Regions from separate parts of the Mus musculus genome. Here all the other regions are linked to region 1. A link is a contact called in public Hi-C data. All regions are on one chromosome and are shown on one strand. The core of a region is the stretch at or near the end of the contact, and the rest is flanking DNA. Distances in the headings are between cores, read along the strand shown.

Region 1 (3,110 bases), core at 57-2,556:
AAATTATAGTTATGAGGTAACAACAAAAATAATTTTAGGGTTGGGGGTCAGCCACAGCATTAGGAAGGTTGAGAACCAGTACTCTAGGGGATCCGACACCCTCTTCTTGGCCTCAAGAGAGAACTGGGAGACACACACACACAAACGCACATGCACATGTGCACGCATGCACACACACAAATGCACACACACACGGAAGAAGTCTCTCGTGTACTCCCTAGAAATGGAAAGAAGGCACCTAGAACACATCGCAGCTCTCTGCAAGCTTTCTTATTAGAACCCTGAACTTTGAACACTTCCTTGGAGATGAGTGTGACCTAAGCGTGCGATGTCCTTGGAATGAGGAGAATGGGGCACCACAAGCTTTATTCTCCATCTTTGGGACTTCAATAAAATTAAACAGATTTTTGTTCCAGTTTAAAAAAATCCCACCATGAACTCCCCGGGCCAGGCAGCTCTAGACCTGACACTCCATAGCACAGCTCACACACCTTACTTCCCCATAGTAAGGGCCTTGCCATCTTGGACACAGCCACAATCTCAAAATACGGCGGTGGGGAAAGCCATCAGTGATGGGGAGCCAGGAACCCACTTCCCTGAGCTGGTGAGGACACTTAGCCATCAGCAGTCTCTAGTCACTAAACAAATGCAGTGGGAATTCCTCTGGAGACACCAGCACCTCAGCCACAGGCAGCTGTGGGCAGAGCAGCCTCCTGTAGTAGTCTCTCTGTAGCAGCAGCTGTCAGGGCACAGAGAACCTTTGTTCTCACACCGCCCTCTCTAACCTTTGTCAAATGTTCCCATGTGATTGATATTCCTCAAGCAATTATATTTTTAATGAATGAATGAATGAATGAATTACAGATATGGTCATAATAAACGCCCTAGGGCACTAAGTCCGGAACCCCTTTAGTTTATTTTATTTAAAAAACTGAGACCTCTGGTAAACACTAATTGTCCCAGACCGCCTAACGCCAGCAGGGTGTGAAGGGACTCGAGGTCACTCTGTAGACCATCAGCTCCTGTGCACAGCCCCCACCACGACCTGGGGCTGGGGGTGAACGGACTAGTTATACTATACCACCAAGAAGCCCAGCCCAGTGCATGACGAGCCTGCTCTGCTGCAGAGTGTGTTTCTACGTCAGTTAGAGGAGTCTTGTTTCCCCAGGGAATTTTTTTCTAGGCTGTGGTTGTCCCCATAGTCCAGAACACAAGACATACAGTCCTGAGGCAGTATCAGCTTCCAGGCCTAAGAGGAAGCAGAAAGTAGGAGTCTGGCTTTCCCCAAGTGCAGAGCCAGCCCGATGGAGGAGGAGCCTCCTGCCCACCCAGCCTCTGCTGCTCTCCTTTCCCCTCCTCATGGCTCTTCCCAAGCTTCTGCTTCCTTCTAAAAACAACATTCTTAGCACCATGTCACCTAATACCGGCTGTCACCTAACACCCGCCTCTGTTCCCAAATTAAAAGTAACAATTCCCCACGGACCCCTCAATCTCACCCAGCAGTAGCAGGTGAAATATTCCGGGGTAAATCTAGCACACTGCAGCAAGCCAGGTCACCTTAAGGAAAGCAAACTCTGGGCTGGCGGTGTAGCTTGGCGGCCAAGCACCGAGTGAAGGAGCACTCAGAGCCTTGAAATCAACCCTCAGCACTGGCCCCTCTCCCAAACAGTCTGAATTAAAAAGGAATTATCAGTAATGTTCTGGTCAAAACAAAAAAAAGAGCTCCATTCTCCATGGAAGAAAAATCACTCGGGGGCAAATCACAAGTTCATGGTGTGAGCTCCTGAGCAGGCCTGCCTTATGAAGCTCCTTTTAGTCCCTTCCTGTCTCCTCCCCGTCCCTCCATGATCCTAACCTGTTAGACAGGTTATTCACACCTGAGTGGACAAGATGACACAAACATTCTGCGTGCAGCTTGAAAACTGCACAGGAGGGAGGGGGCCATGATGGCCACAAGCACTGTTCATACAGATAAACCATTTGGGGATGAGACAAGCTGAACTCTGTTACCAACGACACAGCTACACACGAACCCACTAATCACATTTACAAACCATTTGTTCCTGTACAGCCACCTACTTATCTTTTGGAGCTGACATAATAGTTAGCAGGCAATGGGCAACAGTAGGTCAATGGCCTATTTCATGTAACATAATAAAAGCTATCAGAGCCAAAGAAATGGCTCTGTGGGAAAAGGCTTTTGCCACCAAATCTAAAGACCTGAGTTCAATCCCTGGTACCACAGGGTGGAAGGAAAGAATCAACTCTCATGAGCTGCCTCAACCTATCTCTATCTTTCTCTCTCTCTCTCTCTCTCTCTTCCTCTCTCTCTCTCTCCCTCTCTCTCTTTTTTTTTTTTAAAGATTTATTTATTTATTATATGTAAGTACACTGTAGCTGTCTTCAGACACTCCAGAAGAGGGCATCAGATCTCATTATGGGTGGTTGTGAGCCACCATGTGGTTGCTGGGATTTGAACTTCGGACCTTCGGAAGAGCAGTCGGGTGCTCTTACCCACTGAGCCATCTCACCAGCCCCCTTCCTCTCTCTTTCTGTCTCTGTCTCTCTCCACACACAAACACACAGAAAACATAACCAAAAAATTTTAAGTTTTAAATTCATAGTAATTTTTGTATTTTTATTTCAATAGATAATACATAAACCCTGAATAAATTTTTAAGAATAAGAATTAGTCATGTTTATCTGCACATGCCTATAATGTAAGCATGTAGTGCTGAGGCAGGAGAATCACGAGTTTGGGGCCAGTTTGTGCTACATAGTGAGACACTGTACCAAAAGTATAAAAAAAAATAAAAATAAAAAGAATTACAGTACAGAAAGAAGTTACACAGCAAGGACAGCCTGGCTGCATATCACTCTGCCCCTGTGAAGGGTCTGAGTTAATCAACAGTCTCTTTCTAAATAAATAAAATTATGGAAGGAAGGGAGGGAGGGAGGGAGGGAGGGAGGGAGGGAGGGAGGGAGGGGAGGGGAGGGGAGGGGAGGGGAGGGGAACCTGGAGAGATGGCTTAGAAGAGGGGCACTGGCTGCTTTTTCAGAGGACCCAGGTTCGATTCCTGGCACCAACATGGCAGTTCACAAGTGTCTGT
Region 2 (3,395 bases), core at 740-3,239, 650 kb after region 1:
GGGCTATCTTCATCTACTCTCTCCCTTTTAATGATGGCCGAGTGCCCATGGAAAATGATGCTTGCAATTACTACATCACAGCTTTGCCAGACCCCAATGACAGTGACAGAAGTATGGGGATTCGGGTACTTTTCACCTCACAGATTCACCTTTACATTCTACAGGCACTTTTCAAGTCCCAAATCCAGAAGAGGGACACAGATGTCACCCTATTATTTGTAGGACTTTTGGAGAGAAGACCCTCAAACCAAAAAAGGTCATTCCCATGATTTTCCTTCCATCCAAAAGTGAACTCACAATCTAGATGGAGAAGGACCTTGTTTTCATGAAGAAATTCCTCTAGAGAGCATTGGTTGGGTGCCCTACCAATTACCAAAAAAAAAATCATTACAAAGCCATCCTATGCCTCTGCTGGGGGCAACTTTGATCTACATCTAGGTTCCTGGGGAAACTGCCTCCCATCCTCCTCACCACATTGAGGACTGGAGGCCAGCGGGAGTTTCCCAGTTGGGGTTTTTTTTTTAATTGAGGGAGGGTGGTATCATCTGCCCTTGCTCCAACAACTAGGACCTGAATCAGAAAAGTGACTCAGAGGACCTGAGTAAACACACTGAGTTCCTTTCTGATTCTCAGAAACTGAGGGCCAGGTGTGGATCTCCCAAGCCACAGGTATAGCCTTTTCCACACATTACTGGAACCCCCAGCAAGCTGGGCACTTGGAGAGTCCTTGTGCTGCAACCAAGCAGCGGAGAGGGAAAGCCTGAAGCCTTGGGAATGATGTCAGTTCACTTTCTAGTAGCTGAGCACCGCGTATCTTCTCCTCACACCTGGAAGAATGGGCGACGTGGAAAACAGGAGATACTCAGTTCTTTTTCTTGGGTGGGCACTTGTGATGCCCATGGTTAGGCCAGAGTGGTGATGTGCCTATCCCAGTGCACATAATTCATGCCTGATTCTGAAAGCAGAAATGTGAGATTATTTTTGGCCAAAGCTCAACTGATTTGGGTTAGTGCGTGCACACAGTCTTCTGCTGAAGGCAAGTGAACCGAGTATTCCTCAGTGACACGGTGTGTTAATGCCAAAGGTCACCTGCCAGCTGTCGGATGCCTGAACCTATGGATGCTTAACCAGCAGCTGAGTGAGTGTGAAAGTTCCCTGCTGACCCCTGGGTTGCTCAGGTGGCCTGTGCAGGACCCTGGCTCAGCTCTCAAGCTCTGCAGAGTGGGGTGGTGGAGATGCAGGGGAGGGGAAGGGAACTGCCATCTGAGCGCCAGCCTCCTGCTAGGCAAACCCGCCAGGGATGCTTGGAAGTGCTTTAATCTACACTGCTACAGCAGTGTGAGGTCTGGGGATTTGAATGGGGGCGGGGGAGGGATGTAAAAACCATAGCGCAGGATTTGGAAGGTCTGGTACAGGAGGAGAAAGCCCAGTTCCCTGTGCAGTCTGTTAGCCTGCTGCTCCACAATACTCTCTAGTTTCTATCCTTATTAGGTGATGGGAAGCACGCACTGCTAGAGTGCCCATTTGGGACAGGTATGACAGAAGTACCCTAATGTATCCAAGGACCCGCTTCTTCCTGTGACAGTCATCATCGTGGATGTATCTACTGAAGTCCTTTTAGAACCTGGGAGTGCTACTCAGCCTGCGTGGGAGTCCAGCTACGAGGTTCAGGTCCCCATTGGAGTGGGCAGCAAAAGGTTGTAGGCTGGAGTTCAGGTATTAAAGAGGTCGTGATGTCAAACTCAGGTTTGCTCACATTCTGGACGAATTCACCCTCTCTGTATCCTTACCCCACCCCCACTCCCACTCCTACCCGGTTCCTCAGCAATGACCTCAAAGACAGGGAGTGGACTGCTGCCTCCCTCCTGCAGAAGTGTAAGTAGCTCCAGCTATGACGTTATGGAAGCTCGGTCAGAGCTCTGATTGGTGGAAGAGCTACTGCGGACCCCCCACACCCTCAAGATCGAGAATAAGAGACCACGGCTCTGGGGACAAGACGCCTACAGCCGTGTGTGTGTGCTCTTCTGCAGTGGACACTTCACTCTCGCTGTTCCAACACGGGCTAGCAGGTGAGAAACTTAACTTCTCAACGCCTACAGCTCTCTCTCCTTTAGTTTGTTTCCTTTTGGTTGCTCTTTTTAATGCAGTATTTCACACTGTAGTCTAAGTTGGCCTGGCACCCACTATATAGCTCAAGTTGGTTCGTCTCAAACGCTAAGGTTCTCCTTTCTCAGCATCCTAAGGATGCGGATTACAGGCGCAAGCCACCACACCCCACTCTACTTGGATCCCTTTGCTGTCCTGGTTCCTTATCATTCCACATACATTTCCGCCTTCCTGCAGCCATTGTCAGAAAGTACAGTCTTGACATTTTCTTTTAACTAAAGTAAGTGGGACCCCTACGACTACTCAGCAGCACTGGAAGCTGGGCGACCCTATCTAGGCGCGTCTGTGCCCCCTCCTTGAGGGAAGGTGGTCTTGCCGCATCCTAACCAGTTTTAGGTTAAAGAGTTCCTTGGATTCGGGATTGGGGAGCACTGATCTTTTCTCTCAGATGTTTCCAGCCTTTAGCCTCCTGGGGTTATCAGCAAGCAGGTGGGTCTCGCTTCGCTGTGGGGAGGAGGAGTCCTCATCTGCGGTTCTGAGGTAGTTTAAAAAAAAAAATCTCCCAACTCTGCAGATGGAGAGAGGGGGATTAGTTCCAAGTTAACTTTCTTCCCCAGGGCAACCTCTCAGAAAGGGTGATTATAATAATTTCAACCTGTTAGAAATCCTTAGCAGCGGGACAGCAAGGCGCAGGGATCTCTGGGTGGTTTTTGGTTTCTTCACAGATGAGAGCCAAAGGGGCGCGGCACGTGTGTTCTCCTGCAAGCTGGGGGCAAATGAGTGCCGGTAGCTCCTCCTTGTTCTTAAACCGAGCAGAAACTGCAAACCACATCTACTCTCCCCCACTCGTTTCTGCTCTATCAAGCCACTCACCACACTGCATCTACTGCACGTTTTGAGAGCTGCAGTGTGGTAGGAGAAATAGAACCTGGGTCTATAGTCCTGAGCAATTGGACCATTCTTCTCTTCTTACAGAGACATCATGGACTTTTGGAAGTTCTTTCCTTTTCTGGCTCTCAGCAGCATATGGGTCCTGTGCCTGGCCAGCAGCCTCCAGGCTGCCCCTTTCAGGTAAATTAACCTGAATCAGAAGTGCAGTCTGGCTCTCCTCCGGCTGCCCCTGGGGTGTGTCAACTCTGCGGCTCTGTAGCCCTACTTGGTTATTGGTAATTCAGCGCCCTCATGTGGGAACTGGCCTAATGACCAGACCGCTACGCCCCTAGGGAAGAAGCAAGGGCTAGGAAGCTTGGTTTCTTATTTGGGGAGGAGATAGGCAGGGAATCAGAACC
Region 3 (3,425 bases), core at 307-2,806, 750 kb after region 1:
TCAGAGCTGCTCTCCTGACACCACAGACTGGCATTGTTAAGAACTGCATGGTTTGTGGAGGAAGAAAGAGTCCCAAGGAGATAGTTACTTCCCTCTGACTTTTGGCATCTTCTGTGCAATGAAATGGTTACCTCTCCTGGTGGAGGGTAGCAATACGCTGAGTCTCCAGTTGGAATCTGTGCATGGGACATATGCTGCCTATGTCTATCTTGTTTGTCTTACATGGTGGTCAAGAGAGACTCTGCATTGTCCCCCAAAGAGACTGGGGGCCAAGGATTTTGCAACAGCCACAGAAGAGTTCCAGGTGTGACTAAAGTAAGGGCCAGGTACTGCTGGCTCAAAGAATGGGACCAAGGATCAGGACTAGTGCTAACTGAACATATGGTTCAGATGAGGAGCTGGGTACCTGCAGAACAGAAAGGCACAGGTCTACGACTGTAAGAGGTTAGGAACTTTCCAAGCCCAGTGCTCAGCCAACTTTAGCCAGCTCTCAAGACAGTTCTAGAAATTTCCCTTTAGCCTTAGACAAGAGAAAGTCTCACTTCCCGAAGAACATTCTTTTGTTTCTACCCAATCACCCCCCCCCCTTTTGTGGGGAAATAAGGAGTTAGTTTACTTTGTCCTGGAGCCAAAGGGAGAGTTTAATGAAAATCGATAAAGAAATTAAGGATGATCAGGGGAGAGCAGAAGAGCTTAATTTCAAGTCCAAGGAAAAAGTCTCTGAGGTGTGGGTGGACGTGGGAAGGGAAACTGCGGCTTACATCACACGCCAGCTCACCTTTCACGCTCTGGGGTGCATGGAAAATAGAGACAGGGAGGTCTAGGCAAAGACCCTGGGCAGGAGGAAGTGGGCTCGGTGGTGGTAGCGGTGGGGAGGGCTCCATTGCCTGCTTACTAGAAGTCTCTCCCCACTGTGCTCTGCTCGGTGGTCATGAGTCAGAAATAGTACATTTAAAAGAAATTAAGCAGTTTCTCCCATCCTGTTGCCCTTTTGAATCTCACAGTTGTTATTCAAGTGAGGCAGGGAGTGGTGGCTACCTCCATTCCGATTTACAAAAGTTCAAGTAAGACTGACAAAGGTAGACAACAGGAAGCACAGGGCCAAAGTGGGAGCCCCGTGCTTGTCCTCTCTGTCCTCTCTCGTCCACTTAGATCCCTTCTCCCCTCCACGATTCAAAAGCAGCAGTAGTGGCCACAGTGTGCGGCCCTAGCACAAGGCAGCCAGCACAAGGCAGCCAGCGACTTACTTTGCTAGATCCAGTCCTGATAGTTACGTGAGGCTGTGTGGGGAGAGGGGCCTCTGGATGATTTGACCCACAGACCCTTCTTTTCTCAGGAGAAGCTCTTGATTAAGAGACGGGCTACTCTGAAAACAGACCCCCCAGATCCTGCCCTCTCCTCTCTGGGACTCAAGTCTTGCTTCCACCCTGTAACTGACAATGAATTCAGCTGCCCTGGGAACAGGCTGGGACTGAACCCAGCGTCTCAGAGCCACAGTCAGCTCTGACTGGAGCATGGCAGAGAAGGGGAAAACCTTGACCCAGTCTTCTCTGAAGAGTGTGACTCATTCCTTTCCCTTACAGTCTAACTTCAGTCTGTCTCCTGGGTAGGAGCAGAGAGGATTAAGGCTTGAAAGGGTGGAATCAAACCCCCACCCCACCCCCATTCCCATCCCGTGTACTTTCCCTCTGCTTTTACTAGGATATCACTGACATGGTGGGCCAGTACTGACCAGAGTGCCAGCTGGGAGCTGCAGCTTTCCTGCCAATCGGTTCCAACCTGAATTTGAAGCTTTGGAGCTGCAAGGCAGTCTGGATACCTAAGTGATTCACACTGGGGCTCTGTGGGACACCATGTGCTGTGCAACAGCGGCCCCTGGTGGACAAGAGCTCTACTGGCAGCCCTGCCAGGCCGCGAGGCAGCATTTTCCTGGAAGTGCTGTGGCTACTGGGCTACGGGCCCCACCATCAGCAGTTAGGACCAGAAAATATATCCTGAGACATACAAGGAGGGAGGGGGAATGGTTAAAATTCAAGACAACCAACGTTTCTTACAGGAATATGATCCTCTAGGTGAAAGATGCAGACAGATCTTGCAATCTACTGTACCCCTAGCCCCTAATCCTGAGGCTTCCCCAAAGGATCAGCTATGTATCTTTTACAGTTAATTAATTAATCATGTGTTATAGAGTGACCATGCACACGTGCCACGGTGCTCATGTGGAGGTCAAAGGACAGCTAGTCATCTTTCCTTCCATCCTGTGGGTAGAGGGGATTCAGCCCAGGCATCAGGCTTGGCCTCTGACTCTGCGCAATGTTTGTTGGGCAGAACACTCCTGTCTCCCAGGTCATGACTGAGCATGCTCCCTGCCACTCATCACCCTTTGGCGTGGGGGGTGGGGGGCTGGAGATGCTGTCACCCTTTGGCTTGCCAAGGAAATGGCTTGCATTTCTTTGCACAGACACAGACACACATACAGACACACACACAGACACACACACACAGACACACAGACACAGACTCAGACACACACACACACACACACACACACACACACACACACACACAAACACACACACACTCCTACCACCAGCCATGGGGCTGACGTGAGGTATAGCCTCTGCCAGCAGTTTCAGGGTCCTGTGTGAAGTGAAGGCAGCAGATGGAGGAGTGGGGCGGGTCCTTCAGCAAGGAAAGAATGGCTAACATATTTGAATATATTTCTGTGGGATATGAGCTAAGTCCCATTACACTCTAGGGCCTCATGCATTGTGCCAGATTCTCCTTTCTCTCTCCCTCTTCAGACTCGAATCATTGCATCTCCAAGCAGACAGAGGAACTGGTGGTCCAGGATGCATAGCCAGTGTGAGACAGATGAGATAAAGAGCAAGCAGTCAAGGCTGGGGATGCTTCCTGGGTAGAGGCTGCCACGCTGGCATTAGCACGGATGCCTGTTCTCTCGTGGCTAGTGGCTCTCTAAGGAACCAGAGGATGTTTCCCAATAGCATTTAGTAAGTTTTCTGGTAGCATGTGGAGTATGAATGGATTTTGTAAGACACAATGTGAAGTAGGAAAACGAGATGGTGCTGAGCTCTCTCGGCTGGGAACTCTGGTACCTGTCCCCTGGGTGTGTCTGTCCCCTGGGTGTGCGCGGATGCTTCCCGAGAAGCCATTGGAGCAGAACTTGCAGCCTTTTGACCCGGTGCCCTGCTTTGGAACGCTCCCTTCCTTCTCTGTGTGGGGGCAACCAGGGCTGAGAAGACTCTGGTCTGTGGATAAAATGTTACTTAGTGTGCATTTCTTCCAAAGGACTCAGGAAACACGGAAAATTCTCTGTGAAGATGATGCTAGTTCTGTGGTGAAGAGAGGCTGTACCTTAGGGGACATTACAAAGGGGAATTGACTGGGGGCGGAGGTGATGCTTC

Evidence for each region. Hi-C and Micro-C count contacts between places; a contact is called where the count stands out from the background.
Region 2: a Hi-C map of pro-B cells shows a contact between it and region 1, with 3 times the contacts expected there. The contact joins the promoter of Calcb here to the enhancer-like site in region 1. A contact is called at or near these places in 4 of 39 promoter capture datasets (the C10 cell line, the HPC-7 cell line, HPC-7-derived erythroid cells and 2 more), 1 of 15 datasets of contacts at CTCF or cohesin (large pre-B cells), 2 of 484 Hi-C or Micro-C datasets (muscle stem cells and pro-B cells) and 1 of 115 datasets of contacts at active chromatin or transcription factors (pancreatic cancer cells).
Region 3: a contact with region 1 is called in a Hi-C map of embryonic stem cells, with 2.9 times the contacts expected there. The contact joins two enhancer-like sites. A contact is called at or near these places in 12 of 484 Hi-C or Micro-C datasets (the Ba/F3 cell line, the G1E-ER4 cell line, the N1E-115 cell line and 5 more) and 1 of 9 other capture datasets (embryonic stem cells).

What each region holds. Positions count from the first base shown.
Region 1 is chr7:114,070,870-114,073,979 of GRCm38.p6, forward strand. All of the region lies in intron 1 of Rras2 (related RAS viral (r-ras) oncogene 2), which reads right to left. Among named protein-coding and RNA genes, the nearest start is that of Gm51454, 36 kb to the left of the region's middle. Within about 2 kb of position 1,307, at least 119 of the 459 cell types and tissues checked have an H3K27ac peak or open chromatin away from gene starts, as enhancers often do. A contact at or near this core is called in embryonic stem cells, muscle stem cells, pro-B cells and 1 more, where this site is marked.
Region 2 is chr7:114,716,654-114,720,048 of GRCm38.p6, forward strand. Calcb (calcitonin-related polypeptide, beta) reads left to right here and starts at 1,990. Exons shown (of 5, transcript NM_054084.2): 1 at 1,990-2,069; 2 at 3,082-3,177. The coding sequence starts at 3,089.
Region 3 is chr7:114,815,860-114,819,284 of GRCm38.p6, forward strand. All of the region lies in intron 7 of Insc (INSC spindle orientation adaptor protein), which reads left to right. Among named protein-coding and RNA genes, the nearest start is that of Gm24982, 15 kb to the right of the region's middle. Within about 2 kb of position 1,557, at least 46 of the 459 cell types and tissues checked have an H3K27ac peak or open chromatin away from gene starts, as enhancers often do. A contact at or near this core is called in embryonic stem cells, where this site is marked.